Linked DNA regions of Mus musculus: region 2 is linked to region 1. The links are chromatin contacts, called in public Hi-C maps. All regions are on one chromosome and are shown on one strand. The core of a region is the stretch at or near the end of the contact, and the rest is flanking DNA. Distances in the headings are between cores, read along the strand shown.

Region 1 (5,980 bases), core at 1,350-3,849:
AAAGACACAAAAGCCTATTATTTTATTTTCAAGCTGTAAGCCTAGCTTGGGCAGGTTTTGAGCTATTCTAACTTACACCCCAGTCATAGGTCCCTTGTCACTTGCTGTTTGATTCTCACCTGGGTTATTCTCAGGGTCCCCTGGCCATGTGCTCATGATCCTTCATCTGGCCTCGTGTCCTCTCCTTTCTTCTTCTCCTTCTCCTGAGACCCCTCACTCCTTTGTTCAATTCTCAAGTCTTCTCTCTCTCTCTCTCTTCCCAATTACAACTCTAGCCTTTTATTAACTTTAGCTTGGAGAACAAGGCTTACATAACAAAGACTGGTGTACATGAGAATTCTCCCATCTGGGGGCAATCAGATCTTGGGGTACAGAATACAGCAATTTGTAGGGTGGGGGGAGAATGGGAGTTTGGGAGGGGGAAGGACACGTGTTCTCTAGGGATTAGACTACAGGCTGTCATGGAGATGGGCGGCAGAGTCCGTGCCTTTTCCTGCTATGCATCAGAGAAGAAGTGCTGTGCATGGACAGAAACCTGACCGAGTCCGACAACTGAGAAAGAAAAGCTGTGTCTTTGTTTCTCGGTGATTCTCGCACTGACACTGGAGTTGCTTTGTAGGCAAAGCTAATGCCCTTTCGCCAGTGGGTGATGGAGTCAGAGCCGGAGAGCTGCAGGTTCAGGTGGCCCCTCCACTGTGGTTGCTGGATCAGCCAAGGAGTGACAGAGTGAGCAGCGCCAGGGTGCCTGGCACCTGCAACGACCTTCAGAACACTAACACAGAGACAAGCACACCTACAAATCTCTCATGTGACCATCCCCGTCCCAGAAAAGGACACTCTCAAAAGGTCTCTCCAGCCTGGCTCAGCAGACGCACTCATGGCTAGGCCACTACTTGCTCTTGAATGGATTTTTACTGGACTGAAAGTGTCTTGCTGGCGAGAAAGCTCTAATTCTTCCAAATCTACACTCTACCATGTAGGATCTTTGTACGAGTTGGACACACCAAAAGTCTGGCCCGTTGCTATGAAAATAACTTGAATAGCAGTCACGCAGTCTCACAAGAGTAAGAAAGCCAAGCACAGCTGTGCAGCCCTCTGAGGGCTGAAGTGATCCCTAAATGGCTGTGGTCCACTCCTCGCCTCCGTAATTGCTTCTCCATCGAAGCTCCTAAGCCGACAAGGGTACCGTTCCATTAATACCCCTCTGACACTTCAGGGTGCTCGCAATGTGAAATCATGTCCAAAAGATCTGAATAAGAGTAGAATGGAGAGAACCAAGTCTGTGGTAAAAATCCCTTGAAACTCAGAGTGGAAAAAATGACCCAAAGCAAGCTGTCAGAATCCCCAGCCAAGAGGACAGTAATTATAGCTGCAGAGGCGGGCGGGAGGCAGTTCTGTACAGGTGAACAGGCCGCCAGCAGCACCAGAGGTTTACTCAAATCCCACTTCAAATCTTGTAATCCCTCCAGTCCTTCACGGCTAGCAATGACATCATCTCTCCCTTCCTTTCAGACAGAGGCCGTGCCTCTGCATCCAAGCACTGATGTGGTCTTCTAGCAAGCCTGTGGCTTTCAGGATGACTAAGGAAATCCAATCACATACGAAGAAAACACGATTAAAATTTTTTCAAAAAAAAAAAATAATAAAAACCACAAAAAACAAAACAAAAAAACCCCAAACACCCAAATCATGTGACTGCTTTATTCCTTACTCACAGGCGCCATTGACTTTGGAGCTCTGCAGAAACTGGGTATCCTAGATCACGGAGCCACCGGTACATGGGTGCTTCAGACTTGCATGTTTGTGTTGTTGGTGTTAGAATGGTGGCAACCTGGGAAGGCAGAGGAATGGCAAGCTTGCAGGGTGTTGCCACCCAAAGCAGGCTATAAAATGGAGGCAAAACATGCAGTCAACGAATACTAATGTAGGGTTTTGCTCAAAGCATGTTGCTGCTACTTGAACGAATTGTTTAAAATTCTGAGGTTCTGCTCATGGGATCGTGAGGAAGTGGGAGTCTTGCCTTGCCTTTCTTCCCCTCTCTCCTTCCCTCTCTCCATCCTACGTTGGCCTGTCTCTATAACTATCTAAACCTGGACAGTGAGACCTGAAATCTCTGCTTAATACAGAAGCATTGATTGATAGAATCATTCATTCATTCATCAGCTATTTCAGGAACCATGTGCCAAGCAATGAGAACCGAATATTCAAGAATAAATGACATTGGACTCTTGTCTTTGGATCTTCCTAGTCCATTGATTGTAATAGCCTTTGAAACAAATAGATTGCAACATCCAAAGTTTGTGGAGGGAGCAACTCGCTGTGCCAAGACAGCATTTCCCAACAGTTCCAGAGAACCACCCTTGTACACACATTTTCTGAGCCATAAAATATTCTCACAGATCACTTCGAGTTAGTTTTGTAGCGTTGAGTTAATTCGATGGAACGAGAAGCCATTTTTTGTGTGTGCCAAAAAATACCCTTATGTCAGAGAAAGAAGGGTGGGCAGAGCAAAGCAGAGGGAGAGGGAGAGGGAGGAGGGGGCTGGTGACCTCAGCTCTTTGCCTCCTGGAAGGCTTAGCACACTTCAGTGCCCGGGTGTGGTAGTGAATCGCTAGGCTGTTTCAGTTTGGGGTGTGTATCTTTGTGCACATGTGTGTGCTTGCCTACCCACTGTTGTCTGACACCTTTCTTGCTCTCTCGGTTGTCTCCTAGTTCTCTCTAGGATGAACTGAAGGGATCATAAAGGCACAGAAGCCTGGTTTCCTTGCCCTTCTGGTGGCTGGAACATCACACCATGACACTCACCGCATCGTTAGGAAATCTACATTCCAAGGTCTGTGAAATCCCATCTGTGCCTCCACAGAGAGAGAGAGAGATGACAGAATTGCCAAACTTTACCCCCCCCACACACACCCCCATTTTTGCTGAGTCTAAATTTGGACCCAAATGCAAACTGAGGTCTTATGCTTATTTAATAGCTGGCAAAGCCTGTTTTGTGAAGAAGGACTTCATGGCCATCAAAATCTGTTAGGGTGTCCCATGGTGATGAGTTTAATGTTAATGAATTGGGAACATCTGGATTAGATTTTCTCCCAAACAGACAAGGTTATGAAAATTAGTGGACAAAAAGTGTCTCCTGACCAAAGGCAGTGTGGGCTATTCCTGAGCCCATCGCCCAAGAACACTTAAGCAGGGCCTGGGTAAGGCTCTTCCACACCTGAGGCCATGACAAATGGGGCCAGAGCAAAAAGGACTTCCCTGTGAGCCACATGTAATGTGAAAGTGAGAATTTTTCATTGAAGGATTGTTTACTGAGCACCTAGTACGTGCCAGCGTCCATCCCAGGATCTGCCTCTGCAGAATAGAAGATAGCCCCACCCTTGGCTCTCTGAGAGCTGGCCATCAAGAGTTTCACACCAGCCGACAGTCCAAGTCTGGTTGCTGGTCCAGATGTTTTGGGAGCTCACAGCAGCCCACATGTTCCGTGGCTCAGGGTAGGTGGACTGTGAGGGTGTCACTAGGAAAGTGTCCTCAGGCTGACAGCCCAAGAATATTCATGCAACCACAGACCTCAGATCCACTCGCAAGGCCTCGCACCTGGCAGGGACATAAGAAATACTTGTTAAGCAAATGGTTTCTTTTAAAAAGTGCCGAGAAAGAGAGAAAAAGGGAGAGCGTTGGGAAGAGTCACTGTTACCTGCCCAAAGTCTGGCTGACAAAGAAGCTTTGTGAGTTGAACACAAGGTAGGGAGGAGGAAGAAGGGGGAGGGAGGAGGAAGAGGAAAGAAGAAGCAAGAAACAGGAAGCAGGAAGGAGGAAGGAGGAAGGAGGAAGGAGGTGTCTGCCAAAGAGCCCAGTCCTGATGAGGAAGGGTCTTGCAAGGCCAGTTAAAAGCTTACTCTTTCTTTTAAGGTCAGTGTGACATTCCTGAAGATCAACAAGCGAAGAGATGGTACAGCAGCTTCTGTTAGGGGAAGCACTGTTGGTTACCACACACAGAACAGCTCTGAAACTGGGCTGTTGCTAAGGAAGTGCAATGGGGGCAGCAAGGAAGAGAGAGCTGGGCAGGTCTTAAATGTATATCAGAGGCAGAATCATGGAGACTCAGCGGTCACATGAAGGTAGAAGGAAGGAGGGTACTGCCAGGCAACATCACCCCCTATACACAGATTTTTGTGTGGGTCACTCATTAAGAAAGTATTTGTCCATGGGGACAACAGAGTAGGAAGGAGAAGAAGCTAAGCAAGCAGGTGACTTTCAGGTGACAACACATCTGCACAGAGAGCAGTTTTGTTCTGATCCCTCAAGAAAACACTGACATACCTCAAGCTGTTACAGTTGGTGTGCTTTCTTTTGTTCAAGTTTTCGATGCAAGAAGCGAGAGCAGGATATATGAAGGACAAGGTTGCAAGGGAGAGACATGAGAGAGAAGCCAAGATTCCAGAAGGGCATGGGTGCATGCCTACAGTCTCAGTGAGGAAGGCTGAGACAGGAAGCCTGTTTTGGCCCAGGCGTTTGATGGTAGCCTGGGTAACATAGCAAGTCTCCATCTTGAAAAAAGAACAAAAGGAGGAGGTGAGAGAGTAGATGAAGGAAGGGGAGGGAAGAAAGGGAGGGAGAGAGGGAAGAAAAGAAGGATGGAATGGGGGACCAAAACCAGGGCTCACAGGCATCCATATTCTTACAGGTTCAACCTGCATAGAAGGAATTTCCTCCAGGGTTTTATAAAGCAGTCACTAACTGCTTTCTGTATGAGGGTTTTTTTGTGTGAATAACTCCATCATAATTTCTGCCACCAAACAGGAATTTCACGACCATTTTAAAACCACTAATCTTCACTGTGTGGTGGCAGCATCTCATCAAAACACAATTCAGCCAAATCCACCTGTTGGGAGCTGAGGATGTGAGCCATGTCTCCTGCTTGCCTTGGCATGATCCACGGGTAGACTTTTTGTTTTGTTTTGTTTTGTTTTGTTTTGTTTTGTTTTGTTGTTGTTGTTTTTTTCTAGACAGGGTTTCTCTGTATAGTCCTGGCTGTCCTGGAACTCACTTTGTAGACCAGGCTGGCCTCGAACTCAGAAATCCGCCTGCCTCTGCTTCCCGAGTGCTGGGATTAAAGGCATGCGCCACCACACCCGGCACGGGTAGACTTTAAGACTCTAGAAAGAATCGATTGAAAAAATGGTGTGTGACCACCTTTGTGAAACCCTCTTTGAACGCACTGGTCCTAAGGGTTACATAGATTCACAATGAAAATGGAGCTTGCTTCTTAAGCTTTATCTCAGTCTTAGTCACTCCAGCTGAGTCTAGACCTCCTTGCCTCTGTCTGCATTCGGCGCCCGATTAAATTTGTGAGCACTGCCAGAAACCTAATACAGTTTATTTGATCTAAATAAAATATTAATACATTTAAATCTAAATATATGATGATGTTACCTCAATATAGACACTGTTAAAACAATAGCAATAGAGAAGCCTGGAAGGTGAAGGGGAGTGTATGAGTTTCTTTTCTGTTGCTGTGACAAAAATACCCTGGCCAGAACACAGGAGAAAGAACCAAACCAAACAAACAACAATGTAAAGGGAGTGTACTAGGGGTTTTGGTTTGTGGGTTTTTTTATTATTTTTTTTCATTATTGATTGATTGATTGATTGATTGATTACAGAAGGCATTGCAACAGGCAGGGAAGTTTTAGGATCAGGAAGCTGGTTGGCCACATTGTATTTCCATTCAGGAGGCAGAGAGGCATCAAGGACCAGTCTATGACACCTTAAATCCCATCCCTGTGATCTATTTCTTCCTACAAGGCTCCTGCACCTAAAGACTCCAAAGTCTTCCAAACCAGCTGGGAGCCAGGTGTCCAAACACATGGGCCTATGAGGACATTTCACATGCAAACCACAGCAGGGGGCATCTCACAGACATCTCGATAGTGAGAACTGCCAGGAGAGACTCTGTCAGAGTTGTGGCCACGGCAAG
Region 2 (5,980 bases), core at 1,258-3,757, 65 kb after region 1:
AATCACTGTAACTCAGCATTTGACCGCCATACAACATACTCCAACAACTCTGCTGCCCTTGAGGAATGAAAATTCACTGATAACCAAGAAAATGACTGCACTAGGGAGCCAGCCCAGAGGACCCTGACAAATGCCAAGGAACTTTTCTTCAGGGAACCTGGAAGACAGCATCATGGGAAATTTTATTTTTAATTTTCTTTGAAATTATTGTTCCATAAAAATAAAATAAAAATGTCCCACTTGCCTCTGAGACTAGCTTTGTATCAATTGTAGGCAATCAGATAAAATCAGCTGAGTAATTTTAGCATTGTCTTAAAGGCTAAAATAATTGGGAGTCTATTTTGCATATTAGAATATATTCCTTATCAATCTTTAACGTGATCAGTAGAAATGGGTTTCATTTGAGAGTTGAAACTGGGTTTAAGATAGTTCTTTGTGAAGATAATACAAATGAGTTAAATTATTCCCTTCAGCATGATTCAAGGTGGGGGTGGGGTGTTGAGAAAGAAGGCAAAACTCGGTCCCTCAGGGTTGCAAGGAAACTGCTTCCCACTAAGATCATTTGCAGTCGGGTTTCTCAGGTTAAAACACTTGCCCCTGAGCCATGCAGACTGCTCTTGCGTTTTCAGATTTTTACACGGCGTCTTCTTAAGTTTGCTTTTACATTTAATGACGCACTTCTGCCCTGCAGATCTGCACTTTCCTAGACCTAGCAAGTTTTCTTGCTCATTCCACAAATTGCCAGCTTCCTTCCTATGTGTTTAGGACCAAACAGGAGCACTATGATTGCCACCGTTCACGGGAACAAATTATTACAGGTAAAACTGAATTCAGGTGAGTACTTCAGGCCCAACCTGGCTCAAGATTCCAATTCAAGGGCACAAGGATTCCAGAGAAGCTTGCTCATCCTGGCCTTACTGTGTCAGAACCTGAGGGGCCTGGTGCCTCGTCATCGACTTAAATCTTAACCAATATGCTTTCCCTGCTCCTCTGTGCCTCTGCGGGCAATCAGCGGGTATCATTTGCCATCCCAACACTTCCCCGCCCCATCTGATATCTCCCTCCCAGAAAGCGGAGGGAGGTGTGCCTAGAGGAAGGAACAAAAGTTTAGGCTCAAAATCGGGATCCTGGCTGTTGGTCTTAATGAGTTCCAATCCAGGAATCTTAAGGACCTGGCGTGTCAAGTCGGTAAGCCATGGAGAAGATGGGGAAAATGGCAAGATGTGTCACTCTGCAGTCCAGAACCTGAGAACAGTCCCGTGGCGGGTAATTCCCTTCACCAGGCCCATCTTCCACAACAGATCTGTGGGCCTGAAGTTGTGTTAGGAACAAAGGCCACCGCTAAAAGCGGCTTGGCCAAGAAGCAGGCAGGGTTTCTTGGGAAGCAGGATCACTCATCATCGTTGTCGTCGTCGTCCTGGTCCTGGTAGCGAATGTAGACGACCAGCATGACAAAGCCCATGACGATGCAGAGGGAGCCAACGACCAGGTAGGCGATGCCCAGGAAAGGGTTCTTGCCACCCATCCAAGAGATGTTGCTAAGAATGATGAGCTTGTGGCCGCCGAAGGCGCGCACCGGGTAGTTGTAGGTGATGTTGACACGGTAGGTGCCCCGGGGCAGACCGGCGGAGTAGTTGCCCTGGCGGATGCGCGCATAGAGCTTGCGGAACGTGGGCAGCGCCGCGGTGCGCATCCACACCACGAAGTCCTGGTTGATGAAGCCGGTGTTGTTGGGATCCGGGCTGAGCTCATAAACCGGCCGGTGCCAGTTGGGCGGCGGCGCCGTGCCGCGGAAGGCCAGCGCCAGGCTGCCGTTCACCAGCGGCGGGTTGCGGAACTTGACGTGGTAGTCGGTCCACCAGGCGATGGCGGTGCGATCGAGCGGCACCTCGACGAAGGGGTCCGAGGGCTGGCGCTGGTGCCAGAGCGAGAAGGAGTCGTTGAAGAGGCTGTTGGCGATGGCGCCGCACGGTGCGATAGGCAGACCGTCGGAGCGGAACTGGTAGGGGGCGCACTCGTTGGCCGGGTGGCGCAGCGCGCTGGCCAGGCCGCTGAGCTGCGCGTCGTCGCGGGACACGCCGTAGCGCCGGTTGTTCTGGTAGAAGTTGGACAGCTCGTAGTAGAGGTACACGGGGCCCGGGAAGAGCTCGGGCAGCGTAAAGCTCCAGGAGCAAGCGCAGCCGGGCGGCGGAGCGCGGCCCTGGCCCTTGGCGGCGCACACCGAGCAATCGCCGGTGCCGGGGTTGCCGGTGTAGTCGTACTCCAGCTCCTTGATGCCGTTGGAGGAGTAGAAGAGGCCCAGGCCCAGGCCGATGAACGCCAGGCCGGCGCAGAAGAAGAGCGGCAGCGCGATGCCCGCCGACAGCAGCGGCTGCCAGGCGGGGAGGCGCTGCTGAGTGAAGGCGGTGTTGTCGGGCTGGTGCGCGCCCCGCGCCGTGGCGCTCCAGGTCATGGCGGGGATCTCAGCCGGGGCCTGCGGCCGCCGACTCTCAACCCAGGATCAGCGGCGAGCCTCCCGCCTCCGCTCGCCTGCTCAGCTCGACGGCTGCTCCCCGGCCCCGCCCCCAGCCCGCCCGCCCGCGCAGGTGCGCCAGCCCCGCCCCCCACGCAGGTGAGGCCGATTGCGGGGCGCGCTGCCTCTGCCCCGGGACTGCTCAGTTCCGCCACCGCCCAGGTGACCTGGGACTGGCTCCGCCCCTGCATGGCGCCCTTCCCAGGTGAGCAGGGCGAGGCTCCTCACCACACCAGGCTCTGGCCCTTCGATCCTCCCTGTCTGACTCCTCCTCCTCTCTATTCCTCCTTCTCTCCCTCCTCCCACTTCTCCTCCCCTCCTCCTCCCAGCTCTCCCGCTCCTCCGTGGGCAAGTGATGGGCTCAGAGTGGGTCATCTCTTTGGTCAGGTTCCTGTCTCCTTCCACAGGGCCCGAGCAACTTTCCCCAGATCACAAGCCTGACTTAAACAAGAAAGTTCCACCCCAGAGCTTGCTCCAGGGTGGGGTTCTGTTGGCTTGATTATTTATTACCTCGTTAAGGCTGTTAATCCTCGTTATTTAAGGAAAAGGGTGAGTCTTAAGTAGGGTTTCACTTAGTTTTCAAGCACAAAATACAGTGCCCTGGGAGTTACATTGTGGTAGCTGTATCAATTTCAACGTGGAGTTCTTATTCTCCCCTTTTTATGTAAGGGGGGGATTAGTTCCTAGCCAAATGCTCCAGTCTGGTTTAATAACTACAAAAGGTGAAAAGTTCTGTAAAAATAAAATGATTTATTAAGAATCAATGACTGGGAGAGTTTGCAGCCTTTGAATGTCTTCTCTAGCTGGTGGGAGGAACCACCAATGAGAAAAAAAAATGCTGTGGCCTGAATGTGATGTTCTTTTCAGATCTTCTTGATTAGAGAAAGGCCCGACCCAAGGCCCTGGAGGGCCTCGCTGATATCCACAGCCAAGGACATTTGCGTGTTTGGTCCTAGTTGAACTAGAAGGATGTATAGGCTGTATGAAAACTCCAACCAGCCTGGGCCTTGGGGCTGGTTTGTTTGTTGTTTTTGTTTGTCTCGGGGTTGGTTAGAATACACAAGGGCACAGGGGGCTATGCATGGAATCTTCCTTAGGTACAGAAGTACACTCCTGCAGCTCATACAGTGTGAATAGCTTAAGTGCTTTCTCTGTTATTCGTGCATACCCGTTTATCCAAATCCAAAGAGACTTGGAAAACTAAGAGCTGTTGGAAATATTTTTAATGTTGTCTTCCAAGTCTTCAGCCCTGTGCCGAACAATGTAGAAGAAATGGCAATTAGGCCAAACTGGAATCTTAGTAGTCTAATAAGGCACTCTCCGGCTGTTATTTGTTTGTTTGTTTGTACTAGAGTTATCTGAGAAGAAGGAACCACATGGAGAAGATGTGGGCAAGCCGGAGGGGTGTTGTTCTGTTTGATGATTGATGTGGGCGGGGCCCCCGGTGGGCGGAGCCCCCACTGGGCGGGGAGGTCATGGAGAAGGGATGAGGGCATGCTGAGCAAGCCAGTGTTCCTCCATGACTTCTGCTTCAGTTCCCGCCTCCGGGTTCCTTCCCTGAGTTCTTTGATGATGGACTGCGGTGTGGAAGTGTAGTCTGAAATAAGCCCTTCCTTCTCAAGTTGCTTTCTGTCCTGGTATTTTATCACAGGAATAGAAACCTGAGGCAGGCACGTAGTACATAGGAATAAGAACAGAATAGCCAGTAGCTGGCATGTGGTCACATCACATGTGGATGAGAGTGACGTTAGGTTGATTTTGTTCCATTGACTGACTATGGCTTGGAAGTGCTAACTTAGAGAATGCTACAGCTGTCCTCACTTCTACCTTTATTCCTCTACCCCACAAAAGCGAATCCCAAAGGGTCAAAAAGTTTCCCTAACACTTTTAATCTTTTAATAAAAGAATAGACAGATCTCTTTACCCTTCTGGAGACTTCCACCCACCCCATGTCATTGATTCACCCTTCTGTGTGATCCTGGCTGCAGGAAGGAGTCCAGTTCTCACGACTTTATCTAATGGATCTTAAGTCTACAGTCACACGGCCACCACACCCTGCAAGCTCACACGGGGAACTCAGAGCTTTCCCGGATGGTGTAAAGGCAGCAGCACACTCGTTCACGGATAGGGAAGCCAGAGCAGAAAGAGGTGGAGGTTTCAGAGCATAAAACGGTCAGTAGGATTAAACACAACAGAAAGGTCAAGCCGGATGTGTTAGGTCTCCAGCCCAGGACAAGGCAGACAGGTGCCCATTTAACATAGCAACACAGACCTGGCCACCAGGTTCTCCCCGCAGTTCTGCAGTCCCTACCTGGTCCAGGGCCCTCCTGGCTGCTGTATCCCACTCCTTATCCTGAACTCTCCATCTAGGGGGTTGGGTTGCTCTCTCCTATATAATCCAACCATTTGGGTTACCCACTCTCTTTGAACCTTTGGTCCTCCTGGCTGCTGTACCTGGTTCCCCTCTCTCCTCTCTCCTCCCCCTCTCCTCACAAGGCACAGCTCAGTCTGGTTATGGCCACTCTGGCCTTTCCCAGAGATTGCTGCCCCTGCCTGTGCTCTCCCATATAACTATAATAAACCTCCTTCACTGTACCCAGGACCTGTCACGTTTCCTTGTCTTTTACTTTTTATTTCTTTTACTTGTTTATTTTGTGCCGAAACCACAGGAATGGTATAAATGAGCTCGCTTCTGGGGAACGTGGCCGTTCCGGACTGAGCTGCGGAGCTGACTCTCTTAAGGTACGTAATGATCATTTGTTTCTGATGGCTTCGGCCACCCACAAGATTTGAGTCCAAATTCTGGAGTCTGGCTCTCCAGCTGTTGCTTTCTCCCCCTGCTTTCTAACTGTTCCTGTCTCCCTGGGCTCTGCCTTTTATGCCTTCCACGTGGGCGCTGGTTCCTGCAGCCTGCTCTGCCTCTAGCCTATACACCCCTGTAACTGCCTCCCTTTTCTCCTGCTCGCCCCTCCTGCTGTATTGTTTGGGTCTCTATCAGGAGCTGCAGCTCTGCCTACAGCAGCCTGGGACTCTTTTCCTTTCTTTCTCCCAATTGGCGCTCCAGAAGTATCTCTCTGTCTCCTGCAGCCTCCTGCTACCCCCCCCCCCCCTTAGGGCAACCCACCATGTGGACAGCCTTGAGGGTCTCTACTAAAGACACTTGCTGCCACCCCTCCATGTCCCATGCCTTCCCCCAGGAACTACAGCCCACCTGCAGTCCCACGGTGCAGTCCCTCAGCTCCTGCCAGCTTGTTTCCCTCTCACCTCCCTCTTGGAGTTCATAAGAACTTGCCCTCCCTCCGTCCCTTGATCATGGGGTTCTGTTTTGCTGCCCTCTCTCTTCCTGCTTGGGCTCAGATTTTTTTTTACTACAGCTTCACCTCAGTACAGATCAATGGCCCCAGTCAGCAAGCACACTTGCTCTGCAAATTCTCCCAGATTATAGCCACTTCTGCCACCATACAGGCA

Evidence for each region. A called contact is a pair of places that touch in the nucleus more often than the background predicts.
Region 2: a contact with region 1 is called in a Hi-C map of liver, with 3 times the contacts expected there. The contact joins the promoter of Tmem30b here to the enhancer-like site in region 1. A contact is called at or near these places in 2 of 484 Hi-C or Micro-C datasets (liver and nephron progenitors), 4 of 115 datasets of contacts at active chromatin or transcription factors (bone marrow-derived macrophages and embryonic stem cells) and 1 of 9 other capture datasets (pancreatic islet).

What each region holds. Positions count from the first base shown.
Region 1 is chr12:73,479,057-73,485,036 of GRCm38.p6, forward strand. All of the region lies in intron 2 of Gm34080 (a long non-coding RNA gene), which reads left to right. Among named protein-coding and RNA genes, the nearest start is that of Gm34016, 27 kb to the right of the region's middle. Within about 2 kb of position 2,600, at least 35 of the 459 cell types and tissues checked have an H3K27ac peak or open chromatin away from gene starts, as enhancers often do. A contact at or near this core is called in liver, where this site is marked.
Region 2 is chr12:73,543,888-73,549,867 of GRCm38.p6, forward strand. Tmem30b (transmembrane protein 30B) reads right to left here and starts at 2,508. Exons shown (of 1, transcript NM_178715.3): 1 at 1-2,508. The coding sequence starts at 2,452. The coding sequence ends at 1,391. 2210039B01Rik (RIKEN cDNA 2210039B01 gene) reads left to right here and starts at 4,596. Exons shown (of 4, transcript NR_044985.1): 1 at 4,596-4,684; 2 at 5,182-5,254.